Linked DNA regions of Pan troglodytes: region 1 is linked to region 2. Evidence: chromatin contacts called from public HiChIP or PLAC-seq data. All regions are on one chromosome and are shown on one strand. Each heading gives the region's core, a stretch centred on a gene start, on an enhancer-like site or on the middle of the called end of the contact. The rest is flanking DNA. Distances are from core to core; before and after follow the strand shown.

Region 1 (6,147 bases), core at 551-3,050, 50 kb after region 2:
TGAGTGAGAAACAAGGCTCCAGACGGCCGAGTCTCCCAAACTCTACTTCCCTGTGCCAAGACCTACGGGTGCCTCCCCCCAGCCTCACCGGTGAAGAGAACGTCAGTGCCATCCAGCGTCGCGTTCTGGTCTCCTATTTCCACAATTCGGAGCCCCAGGTCTTGCAGGGCTTTGCGGACTCCATCGACCTTAGGATAGGAGAAGAGGGCACGGAGCTGTGACACCCCCATCCTCAATTATTCCCCAAAGCCCCGACATCCAGCTCCTTCTGCCTTTCCCCATACCACACCCGCGCCACAGCGCTCACCTCTGGCCTACGAGCGGGGCTCCAGGGCCGCGTGATTAGGGCCGTGTCCCCTTGGATCACGGCCGTGTCGCCAAGCAGCGGTCCCAGCGGCAATGACTCCTCAGGTGGCAGTTCTAGCAGCTGTAGCCCCAGTCGTTGCCTCAGTTTACCTCCCAGCACCCCGTGCTCCCTTTGAGCTTTGGCCAGATCCAGAGCCGGAAGGCCAGCCCCCGCACCTTCCCCCGACGCCAGGCTCTCTGGGACTCCCCGGATCAGGGCATGGGAGCAGCGGCCCAGCCCCTCCCCCGGCGTCCCCATCCCATCCACACAGACTCCCCCTCCAACCGCTCGGATTTCTTAGTTTTCTTGTTTCTTCACCTGTCTGGGAGAAGAAACAGAAAAGGAGGAGACAGAGAAAAAGACATGCAGACAAGGGCGTTGGGGGTGAAGAGCGCCCAGGTCTTCCTCCTGCCATCTCTAGGCGTCCCTCCCACTTCGCCCCACCCCCTCCAGACCTTCCGCTCCTGTCGACCTCACTCTACCCAGCACCCTCAGTGGTCAGATTCTTTAAGAGGAGCCTGAGGAACAAGGCTAGGGTCTCTAATCTCCAAAACACCTGTTGCCCCTGCTTGGGGGCTTGTGAGGTCCCTGTCGGGCGCCCCTCTTGGCAGCCACTAGGATGCGCTCACTCCCCAAAAATGCAGCAGCCTCGCCCCCTTAACCCTCAGCTGCTCGCTACTGCAGGGACTTGAAGTCCGGCCCGGGACCCGCAGGGGTTATGGGACAGAAGGAGAAAGCTGGAGAGGCAGGGGCTGGGGAATGGAAGTCCTGAATACCCGAACGAGAAGGGAGAGAGGTGGGTAGGAAGGGAGGAGTTCGAGCCTAAGGAGTTAAGCATCCTCTCTCCGCGCTGGCTGGTCACGCTGCCCCTAGCACGACCTAGTATAAACCAGACCGAGTCCCGAAGGACTGGGAGAGGTCTAAAACGAAATGCGATGGGCGGGGAAACAGGGGGCGTGGTTCCGGGGCGCTGGCGCTACTCCCGGCTCCAGGACCCGGTTCCCCGTCTATGTCCCAAAGTCCACCCCGCCTAGCTCCGCGCCCAAATACCGGCTCCCCATACTCTCTGTCTGGTGCAGGCATGGGCCCGGCACCCCCAAACTCCGGCCCCCATACGGTTCAGGGCCCCCCACGCAAGACTCACCTCCAGCGGCCACCCCCACTCCTGTCGCGCTGTGATCTCGGCTGGGGCCCCACCCCCAGAGGACTGAGTTGGTGGAGAAGGGAGTCCCCGTCTTCAAGCCTCGGGGACTGGGAGCTCTGGCTTTTAGCGGGGGTCCTTGGGTAGGCGAGCTCATATACTACCATGGGGCAGGGGCGCGACGGTCTGGCGGCTCCGGGGCATTGTCTAAGCGGGACGGGGCGGGGCTTCTTCGGGCCACGCCCATCCCGCCCTGCTAAGCCGCGCCCATTACATCCAGACTGCGCCCCCCTTGCCAGAAATCGGCACCGCCCAGCGAGCGCTGCCCAGCCCCACCCAGATCTGGCCGGCCCTGGCGACGGGGCTGCAAACGCTTCGTAGACCTCAGAACAGCGCAACGGCGGACCGGCGGACCGGCAAGAAACATAGCAGCCCCACCACAAACATTTCCCTTCTTAATTCCTGGCTTCTGCCCTGAGCTTAAGATCACTGACCCACCCCTCATTCCATGTCGCCCACACTTCAAACCCCCATTGCGTAAAAACACTTGATTTTTATTCTGTATTTTACTACTGAAATATGTTGTCCTACCCATCCCACCCCACAATAAAAATCTGACCAGGCCCCCCATTTCTTTCCCTCATCCCCTCTTCCACCACACCATCCCGGAACAAGTGCTCCAGGATTCCCTGCCCACTGGCCATTTTGGAGTGTGTCCATTGGGTAGCAATGTGGAAACCACCAGGGCCTTTGTGGAGAAAATGGAGGGGGTTGAGGGAGTCCCAGGAGGGGCTTATTTGAGGGCCTTTGCCACTTGCTCATAGGCGAGCTCGATCTCCTCATCATCTGGACAGGTGGAAGCGAATTCTTCCCGGGCGTAGGCATTGCTCAAGTACCGATGCACTCCCCGGAAGGCCTCGGGGATGGTGAATCCCCGGTACTTCTTACACACCACCTGAGGATGGGGAGAGGAGAGGGACCAACATGTTAGCCCCAGGGAAGCCACCTTGGCTTTCCCTTCTCCCCAGGCCGACATGATAAAACCAGCTCAACTCCTCACTGTCTTGTACTGTCGTTAGCCTTCCTTTTCACTTACTGAAATCCTGGCTTTTAATAACCAGCCATTTTTCCTGAGTTTTTAAAACTTGAGATATAATTTACTTATAAAATTCTCCTCTTGAATTTCCACAGTGACTTTTTCCCCCTATACCACTTCAGGCACTGACACAGGTGACTTTTGTCTCTATATTTTTCATCAGACTTTTTTTTTTTTGAGATGGAGTCTTGCTGTCACCCAGGCTGGAGTGCAATGGCGCGATCTTGGCTCCCTGCAACCTCCGCCTCCCGGGTTCAAGTGATTCTCCTGCCTCAGCCTCCCAAATAGCTGTGATTACAGGTGCCCACCACCATGTGTGGCTAATTTTTGTAATTTTAGTAGAGATGGGGTTTCACCATGTTGGCCAGGCTGATCTCGAACTCCTAACCTCAGGTGGTCCACCAGCCTTGGCGGCCCAAAGTGTTGGGATTATAGGCCTGAGCCACCGCGCCCGGCCCATCTGACTTTTCATCATATATTCTTAACTTTCATGTGAATATTTTATTGTCTCAGATTTCAACCCTTTGAGAGCAAGGCCCAGTCACTATACACTTGTGTATCTTTCAATGCTTAGTACACAGATGTTCACTACATAGTTGTGTGGCAGACTGATGTCAGGCCCATGTTGCACAAACTAAACCATAGCTTTGAGACTATGACAAAAACATGGGAACCAGCAGTTTTGATCTTCCACAAGAGGAAGTGAAGACTGAAGCTATAAAGAAAGTTAAAACTTTGACTTTAGGAAAAGCCTGCTCTGTCTAATCTGGGAATTTGGCAGTGATACCGAGACAGGAAGAGCATTCTTCAAAAGTAATACTGGGATGTATTCCTCTTTGCTAGTCTGTTTGCACCCATGACTTACATCATGGAATATAATTATCTCAAGCAGTGGTCTTGTTAGCAATGACTGCTGCAAAGGACTGGGGTGGGGTCTGCCATTGGTAGCAATTTATGAAAACCACCCTAAGAAAGAAATCATCTTTAGAGTGGTTGTCAGGGGAAGCCCATGTGGGAGCTCCTTAAAGGGCCACTCCAGTGGTCATCCTCTCCTCCCGCAATAACCACACACCTGTACTATGTGTAACTTTGGCAACAGGTTGCAGTCAGCCAGGGTGAGCTCATTGCCATCCAGAAACTTCCTCTGAGAGACACCTTCATCTTCAGCACTGGTTTCATCCACTTCTTCTGGGAGGGGGGATGTTAAGTAATTGTCTAAAACCTTCAGGGCTTTCAGGAGTCCCTTCTCCAGATCTGTGCAAGAGAGGGAATTGATTAGAACTTCAGGAAAAGATTGACATAGTCCGAAAAGGCCCGTTGGGGGTGGATACTAATGGTGAGTCCAAAATAGTAATAGCTAACACTCATGTAGTTACTTTTCTATGTGTTATTCTAAGCACTTTACCTTTTATTTTATTTTATGTTAGACAGAGTCTTGCTCCGTTGCCCAGGCTGGAGTGCAGTGGCATGATCCCGGCTCACTGCAACCTCTGCCTCCTAGATTCAAATGATTCTCCTGCCTCAGCCTCCTGAGTAGCTGGGATTACAGGTGCCTGCCACCACACCTGGCTAATTTTTGTATTTTTTTTAGTAGAGACCAGTCATGTTGGCCAGGCTGGTCTCCAACTCCTAACCTCAGGTGGTGCGCTAGCCTCGGCCTCCCAAAGTGAACACTTTACATTTTACAAACTCATTTATATCGCCGGGTGCAGTGGCTCACTCCTGTAATCCCAGCACTTTGGGAGGCCGAGGCAGGTGGATCACCTGAGGTCGGGAGTTCAAGACCAGCCTGGCCAACATGGTGAAACCCTGTCTCTACTAAAAATACAAAAATTAGCTGGGTGTGGTGATGCACGTCTGTAATCCCAGCTACTCAGGAGGCTGAGGCAGGAGAATTGCTTGAACCCGGCAGGCAGAGGTTGCAGTGAGCTGACTGCACCACTGCACTCCAGCCTGGGAGACAGAACGAGACTCCATCTCAAAAAAAAAAGAAAAAAAAAATTTATATCAACCCATGAAATAAGTATTGTCATCCTAATTTTGTGGATCTGGAAATGGACTTACAGAGAGGTGAAATGATTGCTCAAAATTATACGGCTAGTTGGATTTGTACTCAGGTAGTCTGGATCTAGAGTGATGACTGTTCTTAAGCATGACCCTATTCTGCCAGAAAACAGGCCAGCAGCCAACTAACGTCCTCAGTGGGGCAGAAGAGGCTAGGGAACAAATGAGAAAAGCTTAAAAGTCTTGGCCAATGAAAATGCAGGGAAATATAGAGGTAAAGCAAAAATGGGAAGCTGGGGGAAATTTACGAACATCTGCTTCATCTCCCTGATATCTGAACATCCAGGTGCCCCTAATGTCTCCTACCCGCTGGGTCCTCTCTATTCCTCCCAGGACCCAGGCCTCTGACCCACAAGACTCACTATCATTGAGTGCTGGGTTTGAATTCTTGATGTAGGCAGAAAATTTGGCAAATATGTCCAGCCCAGCTGTGTTGGACTCAGGGTTCAGAGCTGCCAGCTTGGGGTACCTGAAAGCCAATGGGAAAAATGAGGTAAGATGTCTTCCTGGGAGGAACCTCAGCTAGCTCTCCTGCCCCAGCCCCACCACCATCTCTGTTTTCCATTTCTGCAAACTGTCTGTTTCCCAGAATCTCCCTGCTCCACCTCTCCACTTTCTGAGTGCCCCTATACCTGGGAGGGCACAGCACTGCCTCCAGAAATTCCTCAATCTTGTTGGTGTCTGTGTGCACTTCAGTGCCATACAGCAGGAATGGGAGCTGCCCCCCTGGGCACAGCTTTTGCACTGTCTCGGTCCGCCTGGAGAAAGGATCAGGAATCAGGACTGGAAATGGCGGTCAGGAAGAACCAGAAAGGGGGAATGGAGGACGTGGGATAAGAAAGGGACTCCAGGGGGAGGGCAAAAATGTTCATGACAGAAGGACTCGGGTGGGTGCGTGTGTGTTTGCACACATGTGTACACCAGGGGTGTTTCAAGGAACAGAAGCAGGCCTACCTTTTGGTGTCAACGGTGGTAACATTGAAGGTGACTCCCTTGAGCCACAGTACCATGAACAGTCTCTGGGAGAACGGGCAGTTCCCAATCTTGGCCCCATCACTGCCAGCCTGAAAAGTAACCCCAACCCAAGGTTATGCCTGATGCACCCCACCCATCCCTAGGCCAGTCCCTGCATTCCCACTCCCAGACCAGCTGTTTTCTGCCTAGTCATGACACATACACTGTCCCCTCACTATGGGCTCTTTGCCCTTGGGCCTGGGTCAAACCTAAGGCAGATCAATGGGAAATTGTTTTGCAAAGGCAGGCTTCTGGTTCCCCAGACACTGAGGACAGGTGGGAGGTAGGTAGAGGGAGGAGGTCCTGGAGAACTTGGGAGGATCTGAATCCTAGAGAGGGAAGGGTGTGGAACTTCAGTGAGGCCAGAGTTGTAGGCTAGAAGCCTGGATTTCTGGGTTCCTGAAGGAAGTAGAGTCTGAAGACAGGAGAGGTGGGGTGGGGTTTGGGAGCCAGAGTTTTGGTTCTCTACACCTCCAATCCAAGGTG
Region 2 (6,462 bases), core at 2,087-4,586:
AGGAAGAGCCCCAAATCCTCTCATCCCCACACTCATAAGTCAAAAAAAAAAAAAAAAAAAAGAAAAAGAAAAGATTCCTGTAGTTAGGCATGGGTGGACATGCCCAGTGTTCACCAGCCATGGAACTCCACTGAAGTTCCCATGCAAGGCTGGAGGAAAAGAGCCATATGAAATGTAATGGTTGGAGGGGGAGTTGGGAGTTACTGAGCCAAGTGAGGAGAACTAGCACCATAGGACCATGTGAGAAAAAGCTGGGAAATGTTTTGGAGATTGGGTGGCAGGAAGGAGGTGTATTGTTATTTATTTTTCAGACCAAAAGTAAGAGAATAAGATGATGTCTGCTGCTGTTATACATAATAGAGAAAAATCTTTGTGCCTGCATCCCAAGAAGTCATGTTCAGGGATGTTTGCTGCTGCCCTGCTTGAGAGAAATGACCAAAATGCCCATCAATAGTGGGATGGGGAAATCAGCTGTGATATGCGCATGCTATGGAGTAGTATACAGCAGGTCAATAAAACAAGGAAGCTGTTTACAAACTGATATCGGAACATTCAGTTCCCCTAACTGTTAAATGTGGAATAATGTTTACAGTGGGATGCTACTATCTTGGGTTGGGGCGGGGGAAGAGGTGAAAAAATAGTAAACAGCATATTTGTGCAGGGTGGAATGTGCATAAAAGATTGCAGGAGGGATCATCCAGAAAGTAAAAAAAGTGGTCACATGTGCAGGGGAGCCAGGTGGGTTAGGGTAGTAGCGGGAGACTTTGGTTTGATGGTATTGTATACTCTGATATTTGACCCACATCTGTGCATCGGCTATGTTAAAAGGGTAGTAAGAGGATTTGAACACAGGCAGCTGCATGCAGTGGTTGTTGAGAGCACCATCTCTGGAGCCATCACAAATTCTGGCTCAGCATCTGTGAGACTCAGGCAAGGTTATGACCTTTCTGCACCTGTTCCCTCATCTGTAAAATGCAGATAGTAATAATACCTGCCTCAGCGGATTGCAAGTGTTTAGAACAGTGCCTAGCACATATTATGTGTTACATTTTTGCTAACTTAAGAAAGGTGGGGGGTCGGTGGAAGAGCAGGCATCGGGAAGGAGTCAATTTTCAGCGAGGGAGATGTCCAGTGGTCAACGGGATATGAGGAGAGCGGTTTGACATAACATTCAGATTCAGAAGGAAGTGGTATGTGGCTGCTGGTTGAAGCCAGCAAAGCAGATAAAATCCTCTGCTTTTGAGTATATGAAGTGGGAAGACAGCTAAGGACCAAACCTTGGTGAACATGAACCACTAAGGGTCAGAGAGAAAACGCTCCATGAAGGAGACTGAAGAAGCCGTGGAGGATGCAGGAGAAGAGCAACACCAGCAGTAACTGCAGACAGATGCGGAAGCAGACAGCTTGAGGACAGGCAAGGGCACCTGGAGATCTGGAGGGTCCCCGTCAAAGCTGCGCACCTTGATAGGGTAGAAGCTATTCAGCTACAGATTGAGGAGAGAAGGTTAGTGGAAGTGGAGACAGAGTGTGGCTCTGAAGAAAAGGGAAGAGAGGCTGGGCACGGTGGCTCACGCCTGTAATCCCAGCACTCTGGGAAGCTAAGGTGGGTGGATCACCTGAGGTCAGGAGTTCGAGACCAGCCTGGCCAACATGGTGAATCCCCATCTCTACTAAAAATACAAAAAATTAGCTGGGCGTGGTGGCGTGCACCTTTAATCCCAGCTGCTTGGGAGACTGAGGCACAAGAATTGCTTGAACTGGGGAGGTGGAGGTTGCAGTGAGCCAAGATTGCGCCACTGCACTCCAGCCTGGGTGACAGAGCAGCAAAAAAAAAAAAAAAAAAAAAAGACAGGATTGGAGCAATGTCTTATGGGATTATGGGAACAAGACTTGGGGTGCAGCTTAGGAGGCTGAGAGAGTTTCCGTTTGGGAGAGTGCTGGGCCCATGACAGGAGAAGGCCACTTACTGTTCTTTATGTGGAGAGTGATGCAGCTGCTGCCAGCCGGGGTGAGGCAGATGTCAGATCCCAGAAGGTACCCTAACTCCTCGGTCTCCAAGAGGCATCGGTAGCAGCGCAGGTATTTGGGGAATGGAAGTGGTTGAGGGGGTTCCCAATTGACAGGAACAAACTTACCTAGAACACAGAGAAGTGCTGACCCCACTCACACCCCATTCTACCTCACACCCTACCACTGCCTGATTCTAGGCCACTCAACCCCACTCCTCCCTCCCTTCCTGTCTCAGAAAACCATCAAAGCCCCAATTCTCTGCTTCCTTCCCCAATTGCATACACATACATCCCCCTTTTCCTCTGGTCCTAAGGCCAGACCACATGTTAACAAATCCCCAGACCCAGCAGAGCACTTGGTGTTAGGCAGAGGAAAGTGCTAAACCAACACTTTGAATCCTATGTCTCTGTGGCTGGTGCTTTGCAGCCAAGTGGGGAGCCCAGCAGGCTGGACTCAGTCTTGTTCTATCCTGTGGATTCTGGTTTTCTCATCCAGCACACTCCCTAACCCTCCCTATTCTATGTTGCCCTCAGATCCGGAGAGGATTCCTTCAGTATCTCTATTCAGGTCACTGCTGTGAAGTGAGACAGCCCTGGGGTGGTCACTAGAAATCTCCTTCAGAGGGGTGCGGTGGCTCACGCCTGTAATCCCAGCACTTTGGGAGGCCAAGGCGAGCAGGTACCTGAGGTCAGGAGTTCGAGACCAGCCTGGCCAACATGGTGAAACCCCGTCTCTACTAAATATACAAAAATTAGCTGGGCTTGGTGGCTCATGCCTGTAATCCCAGTTATTCGGGAGGCTGAGGCATGAGAATCGCTTGAACCCAGGAGGTGGAGGTTGCAGTGAGCCGAGATCTTGCCACTGCACTCCGGCCTGGGATACAGAGCGAGACTCCATCTCAAAAATAATAATAATAATAAATTTTTAAAAATCTTCAGATTGCACATCAGTCCATGAGCAGGCATTCCCTACCAAACCCATCTGTCCCATCTCTCCTCCTGCATGGGTTTACCTGAGCATCCTGGACAGGTGTACCCAGACACTTGGTGTCTGTGGGTTTCTCCATCCAGGCCAGGAGACCCTTCTGAACCCTTGGAGCCACTTACCAAACACCAAGCTCATCATGACCAGCACTATTAAGAGGACCGTGTAGAGGGCTTGGGGGCTGCTGTGGAAGCACAGGGGACCCAGACTCTGGCTCCCTGCAGGGCCTGCCATAAAACGCATGACTGCCTGCTGGCCTCCAGTTTGGGCTTATATTGGTGGAAGAGAGGTTGGCCAAGAGGAAGGAGAGAGGCAACACCAGCTCAGGGTGGAAATCCGTGCCAGACCAGCCAGAGGGGCAGAATGTTCGCACCCACAGCCACTCTGGGGCATAACATCCTGCTTGAGGGCAGGGGACCAGCAATAGGGGAATGAGAAAAGGAACTGTCTTTCCTATTAATTGGACAGATGTTTATTGAATCACTGCATCAGGTGTTGGGGATACAACCCTGCACAGTCTCCACCCTCACAGGGCACAGTCTAGTAGGGGAGACAAGTCCACCAGCAATGATGTGGGGAGGGCAGAGTGCTGCCAGGAGCACCTCGACAGTTAAACCACTGACCAGAGGGATTTCGGCAGAGGAGTAACTTGATCGGATTTCTGTTTATAAAAGATTGCCATGGCTGCACATTGCATTTGGGTCAAGAGTGGAGGCCGCCGGGAAGTAGGACGCTATTCCCGAGTCCGGTCACAAGATGGCGGACTGGTCCGGCAGAAGACGAGCAGGGACGAGGAAGCGGGGCTAATGAACCTGAGATACAGTTAGAAGACTGGACAGATTTGCTGTTGGACTGAACGAGGGGTGAGGGAACAGGGGTAGGCTTGCACAAGGAAGTGGTACCATTTTCCAAGATAGGAAACATGTGGTCTGTCTCAAAAAAAAAAAAAAAAAAAAGCAAATAGGGGGTGCCCAGTCCCACTTCTCATACCCTGGGGACACCTGTCAGACATCCTAAAACAAGGACACCTGGATCCCAAGCGATACGTACTCAGCTCAGTGCCCCCTTGGGGTTCCAGGAACCCAGCGCCTTCCCTCACCTCATCCTTTTTCCTGCCCCGCCTGTGCTCAGCTGCGGCTCAGTGGGCCTGAACTCCGGAGCCCACAGAATCTGGCGCTGGGCGTCCGCTCTCCGCGCCTGACCGCACCTCAGAACTCCGGTAGGACGGGGGGGTGGCCCCCCGCTCAAGCTCTGTTCCCTGGGGAAGAAACCTGGAAAGTGCGAACCGCGCGTCGGGACCCAAGCGTCGGGCCCCAGCGGATATCCGGAGCCCGAAGCGGCTCCCCAGGAAGGCGGCGCCGTAGCGCCATTCTCCCTCCCAGGCGAATTCTGGAGACCGCGGCCCCAGGCGTCTCACCCATTTTCTCCGCTGGGGACCCGCTGGGCTCCCCATCCTCGCCTACTCGGTCCCCACCCCACCAGCTCAGTCTTGACTCAGAAACTCAGGGTTTTTACTTTTAGGATCGTTGGGCTGTGCGTTAGGGGAGGAGGGGGTCCTCAGCGTCCAGGAACGACACCACCTGCTCCAATTTCCCGTCTGGAGGTTCTGGTCGAGGCTCCGAACTCGGGTTCCCTGCTACCTCCCAGACTATTCAAGAATTATCCAGTCCCAGGATGATAAGGGGGAAGATGGGAAGAAACAGACGGGAGACGCCCGCCCAGAAAGACTGCGGGAAGAAAGAAATTCGAGAGGAAACTGCACGCCACTGAGCGCCTCCCAAAAGCCTTGGAATGAATGAATTTAAAAACTATATTAGAGCCGGACTGCGGTGGCTCACGCCTGTAATCCCAGCACTTTGGGAGGCCAAGGCGGGTGGACTACCTGAGGTCAGGAGTTCGCGCCCAGCCTGGCTAACATGGTGAAACCCCGTTTCTACTACAAATACCAAAAATTAGCCGGGCGTGGCGGCGTGCGCCTGTAATCCCAGCCACTTGGGAGGCTGAGGCAGGAGAATCGCTTGAACACGGGAGGCGGAGGTTGCAGTGAGCCGAGATCGTGCCATTGCACTCCAGCTTGGGCAACAAGAGCGAGACTCCGTCTCAAAAAAACCAAAAACAGAAACAAAAACAAAAAACTGTGTTAGGCCAGGTGCAGTGGCTCACGACTGAAACCTCATTACTTTGGGAGGCCAAGGAGGGAGGATCTCTTGAGCCCAAGAGTTCGAGACCAGCCTGGGCAATATAGCGAGACCCCATCCCTACAAAAAAAAGTTGAAAAAAATTAGCGGGGTGTGGTGGCATGCGCCTGTAGTCCCAGCTACTCGGGAGGCTGAGGTGGGAGGATCACTTGAACCCAGGAGGTCGAGGCTGCAGTGATCGCGCCACTGCTGTCTCAAATAACAAAAATGATAATACTTTAAAAATAAAATAAATTGGCCGGGCCTGGTGGCTCACGCCTGTAATCCCAGCACTTTGGGAGGCCAAGGTGGAGGTATCATTCATGGTCAGGAGTTCGCAACCAGCCTGAGCAACATGGTGAAACCCCGTCTCTATCAAAAAATACAAAAACATTAGCCAGGTGTGGTGGCGCACGCCTGTAGTCCTGGCTACTCGGGAGGCTGAGGCAGGAGAATCTCTTGAACCTGGAAGGCAGAGGTTGCAGTGAGCCGAGATCGCACCACTGCACTCCAGCCTGGGCGACAGAGTGAGACTCTGTCTTAAAGAAATAATAACACAAAATAAATTGTATTAGAGAAAAGCCAGAGTAGTGGAGAACTGCAGAGGAACGCGGGGCACCTACATAAATGTCTTGAATGAATGAGTGCACAGAGTGATAGACAAAAAGAATCAGAGGGCCGGGCTCCGTGGCTCACGCCTGTAATCCCAGCACTTTGGGAGGCCGAGCTGGGCGGATCACAAGGTTAAGAGATCGAGACCATCCTGGACAATATGGTGAAACCCCGTCTCTACTAAACATACAAAAATTAGCCAGGAGTGGTGGCGCCTGCCTGTAGTCCCAGCTACTCAGGAGGCTGAGGCAGGAGAATCGCTTGAACCCGGGAGACGGAGGTTGCAGTGAGCCGAGATCGCGCCACTGCACTCCAGCTTGGCGACAGAGCAAGACTCCGTCTCAAAAAAAAATAAAATAAAATAAAATAAAAAAAATAAGAGAGCCAGGGCTCCTCTTGAAGCGAAGAGGGCAAAGGGCAAAGGGGAAGCACAGGGGAACTTCACGGCGCCCTCTGAAGCTCCCTCTCGAATATAATCGCAACGAAAAGGCCAACGACTAGAGGCTTTGCGAGGCTGAGGCTGGGCTTCGGGAGGGGATTGCCCTGAGAGGTCAGGGAGGACTTGCTGTGGAATTCAAGCGACCGTGGGCCTTGAGGGAACCGGGGGGCAAGACACTCCCCCAGCATTCGCGGAATATTTCCTCGAATTATTTCGGGGAGGGGTGAGGCCGGGGCAGGG

Evidence for each region. HiChIP or PLAC-seq counts read pairs in DNA pulled down with a chosen protein or histone mark.
Region 1: an H3K4me3 HiChIP or PLAC-seq map of stem cell-derived excitatory neurons shows a contact between it and region 2, with 4 times the contacts expected there. The contact joins the promoter of DDAH2 here to the promoter of LY6G5C in region 2. A contact is called at or near these places in 1 of 7 Hi-C or Micro-C datasets (induced pluripotent stem cells) and 1 of 1 datasets of contacts at active chromatin or transcription factors (stem cell-derived excitatory neurons).

Annotation. Positions count from the first base shown.
Region 1 is chr5:37,526,048-37,532,194 of NHGRI_mPanTro3-v2.0_pri, forward strand. It overlaps DDAH2 (DDAH family member 2, ADMA-independent), which reads right to left and starts at 1,801. Exons shown (of 7, transcript XM_001159196.7): 1 at 1,491-1,801; 2 at 308-668; 3 at 89-188. The coding sequence starts at 604. CLIC1 (chloride intracellular channel 1) reads right to left here. Exons shown (of 8, transcript XM_063812353.1): 4 at 5,602-5,711; 5 at 5,280-5,405; 6 at 5,010-5,116; 7 at 3,656-3,837; 8 at 2,021-2,442. The coding sequence ends at 2,281.
Region 2 is chr5:37,474,439-37,480,900 of NHGRI_mPanTro3-v2.0_pri, forward strand. It overlaps LY6G5C (lymphocyte antigen 6 family member G5C), which reads right to left and starts at 3,337. Exons shown (of 3, transcript XM_054686760.2): 1 at 3,117-3,337; 2 at 1,968-2,135. The coding sequence starts at 3,237. It overlaps LOC134810192 (a long non-coding RNA gene), which reads right to left and starts at 5,961. Exons shown (of 3, transcript XR_010157684.1): 1 at 4,510-5,961; 2 at 4,094-4,265; 3 at 3,447-3,806.